Linked DNA regions of Zea mays: regions 2 and 3 are each linked to region 1. A link is a contact called in public Hi-C data. All regions are on one chromosome and are shown on one strand. The core of a region is the stretch at or near the end of the contact, and the rest is flanking DNA. Distances in the headings are between cores, read along the strand shown.

The links. A called contact is a pair of places that touch in the nucleus more often than the background predicts.
Region 2: a Hi-C map of leaf shows a contact between it and region 1, with 3 times the contacts expected there. The contact joins the promoter of LOC100286059 here to the promoter of LOC103652750 in region 1. A contact is called at or near these places in 6 of 25 Hi-C or Micro-C datasets (bundle sheath, ear, leaf and 1 more).
Region 3: a contact with region 1 is called in a Hi-C map of root tip, with 2.1 times the contacts expected there. The contact joins the enhancer-like site here to the promoter of LOC103652750 in region 1. A contact is called at or near these places in 2 of 25 Hi-C or Micro-C datasets (ear and root tip).

The regions. Positions count from the first base shown.
Region 1 is chr4:5,515,320-5,518,019 of Zm-B73-REFERENCE-NAM-5.0, reverse strand. LOC103652750 (polyol transporter 5) reads right to left here and starts at 1,291. Exons shown (of 3, transcript XM_008679720.2): 1 at 699-1,291. The coding sequence starts at 870. It overlaps LOC103652749 (Embryogenesis transmembrane protein-like), which reads right to left. Exons shown (of 2, transcript XM_008679718.3): 2 at 1,853-2,700. The coding sequence ends at 2,052.
Region 2 is chr4:5,650,612-5,653,311 of Zm-B73-REFERENCE-NAM-5.0, reverse strand. It overlaps LOC100286059, which reads right to left and starts at 1,256. Exons shown (of 10, transcript NM_001158947.2): 1 at 895-1,256; 2 at 1-196. The coding sequence starts at 1,071.
Region 3 is chr4:5,705,714-5,708,413 of Zm-B73-REFERENCE-NAM-5.0, reverse strand. It overlaps the pseudogene LOC103652756. Among protein-coding and RNA genes, the nearest start is that of LOC103652757, 16 kb to the left of the region's middle. Within about 2 kb of position 1,328, at least 4 of the 20 cell types and tissues checked have an H3K27ac peak or open chromatin away from gene starts, as enhancers often do. A contact at or near this core is called in root tip, where this site is marked.

The sequences.
Region 1 (2,700 bases), core at 42-2,541:
GCTCGGTCCCGACGGCTTCCAGCGCGGCGATGCGCTCATCACGGGATGAAGCCAACTCCGTGAACTTTTTCTCCCACTTCTGATCCATCGCCGAGAACCGTTTCTCCAACTCATCAACGATCAGCTTGGTGTTGACATCCATTGCTCCAAGTCGCTGCTGAAGACGGGTGAAGTGCTCGTGGTTAACGGGCTCCAGCGCGAAGACGGCCAAGATCGAGAATCTGATACCAAATGTAATCGTCCAAACTCAGGAAGGTAAAGAATAGCAGATGAACAAGATAGAAAAGCAACAGAGGAGAACGGGGAGCAGAGGTGGTTTGGTATTAGGTGGGAAAACAGAATTCTGTTACACTTTTCTTGATACCCTCTGCTCTCTCTTCCCAGATACTTATCTCCCCTCGCTTACACGCCTGAGAAGGCCACACACCATCACACCACGCTTGGCTGCAACACACGACCTCTAGGCCGTCACCCAGTCAGGCCCGCTCACTCGGACACTTGGCTTGCGAATTCTTCCTCCTTTCTTTGGCCCAGCTTCATCCTCTTTGTCACTTGGACGGCCCACCTCTTCAAACTCCAGTCCTGGTGCCACGCTGCTCACACATGGCCGGATGCTGTTGTCACGAACGACGATGAAGCACGTACGTACGACTATACGAGACGAGAGTAGCAGAAACGACGAGCTGCCGTGTACGTACTGTAGCCCATGAGGATGGTGGTCATTGAGGCGAGCGTGGCGCAGATGAAGGCGAACATGTTCCGGCGTGGCAGGGGCGGTGGCGCAGATGAAGGCTCCATCTCCACGGCGGGCGAGGGTAGGAGCGGCTCGGCGATGACATCGGCGGCGCCATGGTGCTCCGTAGTGCCCATGGCTTGGGTTTCTTGGCTTGACGCTGGTCGCTGGCGAGGACGACTGAGACAGTGGCCTAGTCACTGGCTGGATGCATCATCGGATTCGGATCTCAGTGTGTGTCACTGTCAGCTCGCAAGCTGCAGAATTATTTGGGATGCAAATTGTTGCATCAGGAAAAGGGGATCGAATCGAAGGATATGAACATCGATCCTATGAAAGAGGACAAATCATACAAGCCATGGAGTTCGGTGGTGGCGTGAATCGTGATTAGCACCGGGTTACCTTTTCGGTTGTCCATTAGATTACGAGATTAATTAAGAGTGATTATCACCTAAAACGACATGAGGGAGGGACCCTTGCTCGCTGACATGAATGCCACTAGCTCGACTCTGCTCCGTGTTGTGGAAGCTGAAGGTGGGGGGATCGAGTGAGGACGGGAACAACACGACGCTCCGGCAAGCGCGCGGGGAGACGATGAAAGATATATTGCAGCCCATCATTTTAGCTACAAATTAGCTGAAATCAGTCTTGTGGGATGATACGTGGGGTCTGTTTGGATGGCTAAAATTTAGTTAGCTAGAGTTTGTCAGCTAGTTGGCTAGTTAAAAGTTTCGCTAAAAACTTAGAGCATGTTTGTTTGGGATTATAATGTGCCACAAACAAACAGACCTCTTAGTCCATCTGTTAGCCTCTATTTGGATGTGCACTACTGGAAACAGACTCTTTGTCGAGTGTCTTTTGTCGGACACTCGGCAAAGACGGCTTTACCGAGTGCCACCCTCGATAAAAGATGACTCTTGGTATCGACGGCCTTTACCGAGGGTAGTACACTCGGCATATCCAGACACTCGGCGAAGGGTGATGTTCGGCCAAGGACCGTCAACAGCCGTCTATAGCTGACAGCCAGACGCGGACGGCTAATTTTTATACATGTTCTTTCATTCTCGCAAGCCCATGAATAATACCATTTACACAACAGATGATACATACATATATATGTATATCAACAAATATATAACTTGATATATATGTGATGTTTTGGTACATATAATAAGATATGCAAATTAAGTTCTGTATTCAGTATTGTGAGATATATACGCAGCAATAATAAGGAATTAATACAAATTGGCATATTGGAGCAAACTGATGACTCCTACAGAAACAAAAGTTGTGGCACGTCTGTTGTGTTTGCTTCAAGTCATGTACTGCTAGGTAGGCGTGCACTCTGGCCATGCTGGGTGCCCTCACTTGCTTTCCCTTTCTTCCAGAAGAAGAGGAGTGCAACGAAGCCCACTATAGGCAGGAGGAGCAGGATGACGTTCTTGGACGTGCACCAGTCCCGAGCGCTGCCAGCCGCGTAGGCTCCGAGGAGCGCGAGCATGCCGAGGAACATGGCAGTGTGCATCGGCCAAAGGGGCCGCTTGTTCCTCTCGTCGTCATTGTCGCGCAGCATCCTCGGAAGCAGCAGCACGATGACAGTGACGGAGGCCATGAAAGAGACGGAGTTGTTGTAGAAGAAGGCGTTGTACCGGTGCTTGTCGATGTCGTAGAGCACCGGGTTCCCAGCGGAGTGCCCGTCGCCGTCGTCCTCCATCCACAGGCCACCGGGCGGCTTCAGGCCCGTCAGGTAGGTGACGCTCGCGGCCAGTATTCCTACCAGCATCAGGTACATGGCCGCCGCTCCCGAGGGTTTCCTGGGTTTTTGTTCTTGACGATCAGCAGGTGATGATGAATCTTTGTTTTCCCTGGCGTGACGACGGTGCTTGATGGTCACGTATAACACGGCCGCAAAAACCGCAAGAACCAGCAGTAAGAGGACGATGGAGGTCCGCAGGTGCAGGGAGCTT
Region 2 (2,700 bases), core at 7-2,506, 140 kb before region 1:
TCTCGCTGCGCTCTCGATGGTCCCTGTGGTGGCGATCGCGATCTCTGTCACTTCTTTCACGATCCTTATCCCTGTCTCGGTCCCTCCCCTTTTCTCGGCCACGATCCCTGTCACGCTCCCTATCCTTGCCCTTATCGCGTTCTCGGTCCCTTTCTCGAGATTTCGAGGAACCACTGTCATGTGATTGTGTCTCGTGCTAGAGAAAAATAAATAATTCAATTCAACAAGTCAGACGACTGTAATTATGAACACAATCAGCAAAAACCACAACTGTAAACCATGGTAGTAAGCAGGTACAGTACAGAGGTTGGCAGAGATTGACACGGCACCATCAGTCTACAAACAGCAAAAACTAATCCAACTGTAGGTCAAAAGAAAATGCACCTAACGCTTAATCAAAATAAGTCTTAACCAGCCGGCAATCAAGTGCCAACATGTCGCTTACTTGTATGCTAATCTGCACAACAATAACTACAAAACTTGTACATAGATTGCAGAATAAGATGGTATAAAATTACAATAAGCAGTGTAAAAGTTGTATACTTGTATAGGTAATCTCAACACACAGAAACAAAAAAAATCTTGTCATGAGCATTGGGCATGTAACTCGCTATATAGACCGACAAGGCTTATCCCGCAATTAGTACAGAAATATCACTTCACCACCCAGCTTTTACTTTTATATTTGTGAGGAAACAAATCACCAGGAAAAATCAAAGGCTAACAACAATAAACGCTGCACCCACTAGACATCGCAACCATAACGCCGCTACGGGCCTACGGCAGGACAAAGACACATCGGATCTATCCCCCCAGAGCCCACATCCAACTCGGACTCCCACAGATCACGTCACCCACGCATCAGGGCATCGGATCGAGGGCAAGCGTACGAACCTGGTGCTGGGAGGAGCGGCCGTCGGCGTGGTCGGAGAACCCGGAGGGCTTGCTGTCTGCGGGCGGCGAACCCCCGGCGGCAGGCGCGGCGGCGGCGGCGTACTCGGCCTGCGGATAGCCGCCTTCGGCTGCGGGCATGTCGCCGTTGCCCTGGTAGCGCTCGTCGTACTCGGACATCTCACGGCGGCGAGCTCCTCGTCGGTTCGGATTGGGGACAAATTTTTTTTCTAAATCTAGCTAGGGTTTGTTAGGCTAGTTGGGCCGCGTGCGTGAGGGCGGAGACGGATTTGGAAAGGGGAGCATGAGAGGAGGGAACGGCTGGTTATATATGGCGCGTGGCAGCGTGTGGCGGTGAAGGCGATGAATGAACGCTGGGCGCCTGGGCCCGTAGAGTTCGATGCGATTTGTGGTGTGGTGGCGGAGGCTTGTGACGCTTGTCTCTGACGCGTGGGTCCCGTAGCGCGTGGGAGCTCGTGCCGGTTTCGGCGTTCGAGTTGGGCTCCCTGTTGCCCGGGCCGTTTCTGCGTGCGCGCACTCGCAGTCGCAGACCGAGGACAGACTGGCTTGGCGGGCTCTCGGTTTCGTGTTCGGCGTCTTGGGTTCTGGCGAGGCTGAATCTGGTGGGCCGCCAACACATTTTAGGCCCTATACTGTACATACGCCTCTTATGATCTTATCCTCTCGTAAAGAAAGAAATCTATTTTACCTCCCTAACAATATCATAGTCTATTTTTCCCTCTTTAAATCAAACTAGCAAAATTACCCGAGCGTTGTTGCGGAAGAAATCAAATGTTTTTATGTGGAAACTAAGACATAAATAGTATATATTTATTTATACTTTGCTCTTTCTTTAAAATTTAATAAGGTATTCTACGATGGCAAGGCATTTATAATATAAGCTAATATTGACAGTGATATGACAAAAACCTGTTAAGCTTATATCAAATTAAAATATAATATTGATATATCATTTTGGAACAATTGGATCTATACCATTAAAAGATCCAAACTTTAGATATATACCATGGACCCCACATGTCATTGACTCATGTGGACCCACATGTAAGTGAGATAGTAATGGTATGGATCCAAAGTGGTGATCTTTTAATGGTATGGATCCAAATTTCCCTATCGTTTTCTAGTTGTAAAGAACAGAACTATTTAGACTTCAGTATATCATAATATTCAGGGACGGAGGCACGAAATATCATAGAAGAGGATGGACTAAATTGCTACAGCGATATAATCTCATTAAATCACTCACAATAGACATATGTAATAGTTTGAAGTAGCATTATACCAAAACATCGATAAATGATAAAAATCCCATAAAATATGCAATGAGATTATATTATGTATATTTCAAATTTTAGGAGGGGCTAGCGATAGGGGGCTCAAGCTCCACCCGCCCCACCGCTAGATCCATCTCTGATAACATTTATTTTCGCACTATGCATGAATTGTTGCAGTTAATTGTCGAGTCACATGATTATTTTAAAAATATTTATAAATATGTAATTATAATCTTTTTATTGAAGTCAGCAAAGAGTAGGGGTGAAATGGTACAGATAGCAGATCATCCCATATTCTACAATAATATATTTCAATCAGATTTGGATCGGGTACTAAAAATTAAAAATAGGACGGATACATGTATTATTTGGCCGAATACATATGAATATTAGATACCTGTGAGATAATGCATGAATGACTCTCTCAGAAGTCAGAAAGATTACTGATTCACCCATTTTAATCAGAAATGAGTTCATTGTTGTTGTATAGCAAATTGCTTATTATTCACTAGAA
Region 3 (2,700 bases), core at 79-2,578, 190 kb before region 1:
TTTGTTAGGGATATGTTTTACTTTCTTTTGGATTTAAGTTATAATATATTTAGACATGTTTTATGTTTAACACTTGTGATAGATGCTTTATGCTTCAATTATACGTGAATGCTAGAAAAAGTTGTGTACACATGTTGTTTAATGAAATTGTATAGACCGGTTGGATTGAATTCAATAATATGTTGTTTTTTATTAATTGATGATGAAATAAAAATGTCATAAATAGTTATCATGGCATCTGATTCTATAACGATAATATACATCACAAACGATTTGTCATGCCATCCACTGTATTAGTTGCCATGTCATCATGCTTTATGACAAAAATATTCTTCATAATTTGTTTGGTACGTCAGCTGCCATCTCATCGGACTCGTGACAAAATTAATTGTCACAATTTTTGCCACGTCAGCTGCCATGTCAATCTATTTGTGATGAACATAGTCGTCATAAAATTATCACGTGTCAATGGTCCAATGCTACGCTTTGTGACGTTTGTGGGTCTCATTTATAACAATTTAGAGCGTCATAGATTATGTGCCGAATGCATTTTTAGTCACTACATTTTTGACACTTTTTCGCCTTTTGTCGTAAAAGTTACTTTAACACGCACCTTCTGTGACGAGTCTTTTCGTCACAGAGTCGTCACAAAAAAAAACAGTGTCAAAAAACTTCTATCTGTGATATAATCAAAATGTTATAGAAGGTCACATGTGTTGTAGTGAATGTTTATCGTCATGAGGGTTGAAGGGAGATTCCCCTTAAAACGCCTTGTTAGATGGGCCCTCTTCAAGTCAGTATGGGGCCATCGTGCTCCATAAGCTACCTGGCTGGCTAAGGCTACTAGAGATCTTTGTTCCGAAGGCCACCATGCTCATCGAGTCATTCCTTTCCTATATATTAAAGCGCGACGTAAAGGCAACTCTTCGTGCATCCACGTCATCGAAATATTAATAGTCGTAGGATCTTCATCGGACCGAGCGGCCTGTCCTTTCGCAGCTCGAAGAGTCTCAACGTTTCCAGTCGACCGGTTCCTCTACCTCCCAAGGATACGTGGCCGCCAGACCGCCTCTCTCCCATAGCTTTGTCGCCTACTCTCCCCATTCCTCGCCGCCTCGCTTCACCCCACATATGGCCGTCACTGCTCGCATCGCCCTGCGGCCCCCACCTCTCTCTCCCTTTCTCCTTGCAACGTCGCCCCCGTTTGTCCACCAAGTCACCACGCGCCTGGGAGATGGATCGAGGGGCATCATTTCGGTTAAGACACGCTCAACGAAAACTCCAAGATAGCACGGGAGATGGAAGCCCCGCCATCGGCCAGGAATCGTTGCATCACGTCATTTGATTCATCTCCCTTCCATTCCTTTGCTTCCGTGGTGGATGAGAAGAAAGCGATGAAGGGCGCACCGGTAAGGAGAGCTTAGAGGAGGCACACCATCCTTCGTCTTGCACACGGAGTCCTCAAGTCTTCTCCTCATCCTTGCTGGAATTCTGAGTGCCATACACCACCTCTGTTGGTGCGCACCGGTCGTTAGGCATGTTGCCCTTATGCCTCGCTCGAAGTGCTTCCAAGGGCTGCCTGTCTGTGTGGTCTGGTTTGGTGATGCTAATACCCCTTTTGTCACCTCCCAACCTGTTAGACGAAGGGAGAAAATTTCATTCCCAAGCTGCTGAATGGGGAATAAGTGGTTTCATCTCAGGAGAAAAAACGAGCGCTGCTGGAGTATTACGATGGCTTCCTGGGCACATGGTAAGCCTTTCATCATGAACAATTTTTTTACTACCAAAGTAATCTAATATTCTATTTGGTTTGTTGTGCATGTAGGTCTTATTCTACGTGCTACCTGCTATGGGATTTGACAATAAAACACACATTTACCTTGCTTCTGGTGAACTCTTTGGTGGGAAACATTTCATGAAACCATACAAGGCTATGTTTCCACGTTTAGAGAACCATATCATAGTCGGACCTGAAAATCTGGAAGAGAATACCTAAGGGCTAGCAGGATCAACAGTTGATTACATGGTTTCTGTCATTTTGTACTGAACTGAATTTCAGCATTTATGTTATATTATAAAGTTCAAATTAGAAGGTAAAAACATAATTGTCTTGTGCTAAGCCATTGATGTGTGTTGTACCTTTTTAAAAATATAACAGAAATGCTGAAAATATAAAAGCGAAAAATTTTCTGTTAAGCAATAGTAGTGACAGAATTATTTCAGATAATTTTGTCACTTCTGTTATTATCACACATATTTTTTATAAATATAAAATACTTATAATTTCAGCATTTTTGTTACATTTTAGTAAAATTGTGGTCTCAATTTACCGCACTGTTGTTTTCTTCAGCTTATATATAATTGAATGTTGAGATGCACTTGCTCATCTCTGACAACTTATGCATTCTGTAAGCTCTTCATCCTTCCTCTAGAAGAATTTCTCATTGACGATTTCACCTGCCACCTGAAACGGAAGCTGCCACCTCCGGTAATCAGGCTTCACTACATGCACGTTTTAACTTATGGTCTTAGAATGTCTTTAATTATCATTGGTTCATTACTCACAGTACTACTGAAATATTACTCAGAAACATGTTTTAACTTATGGTCTTAGAATGACTTGAATTATCATTGGTTCATTACTCATGGTACTATTGAAATATTACTCAGAAAATTCAATAGTATTTTGAAATGTGTTCC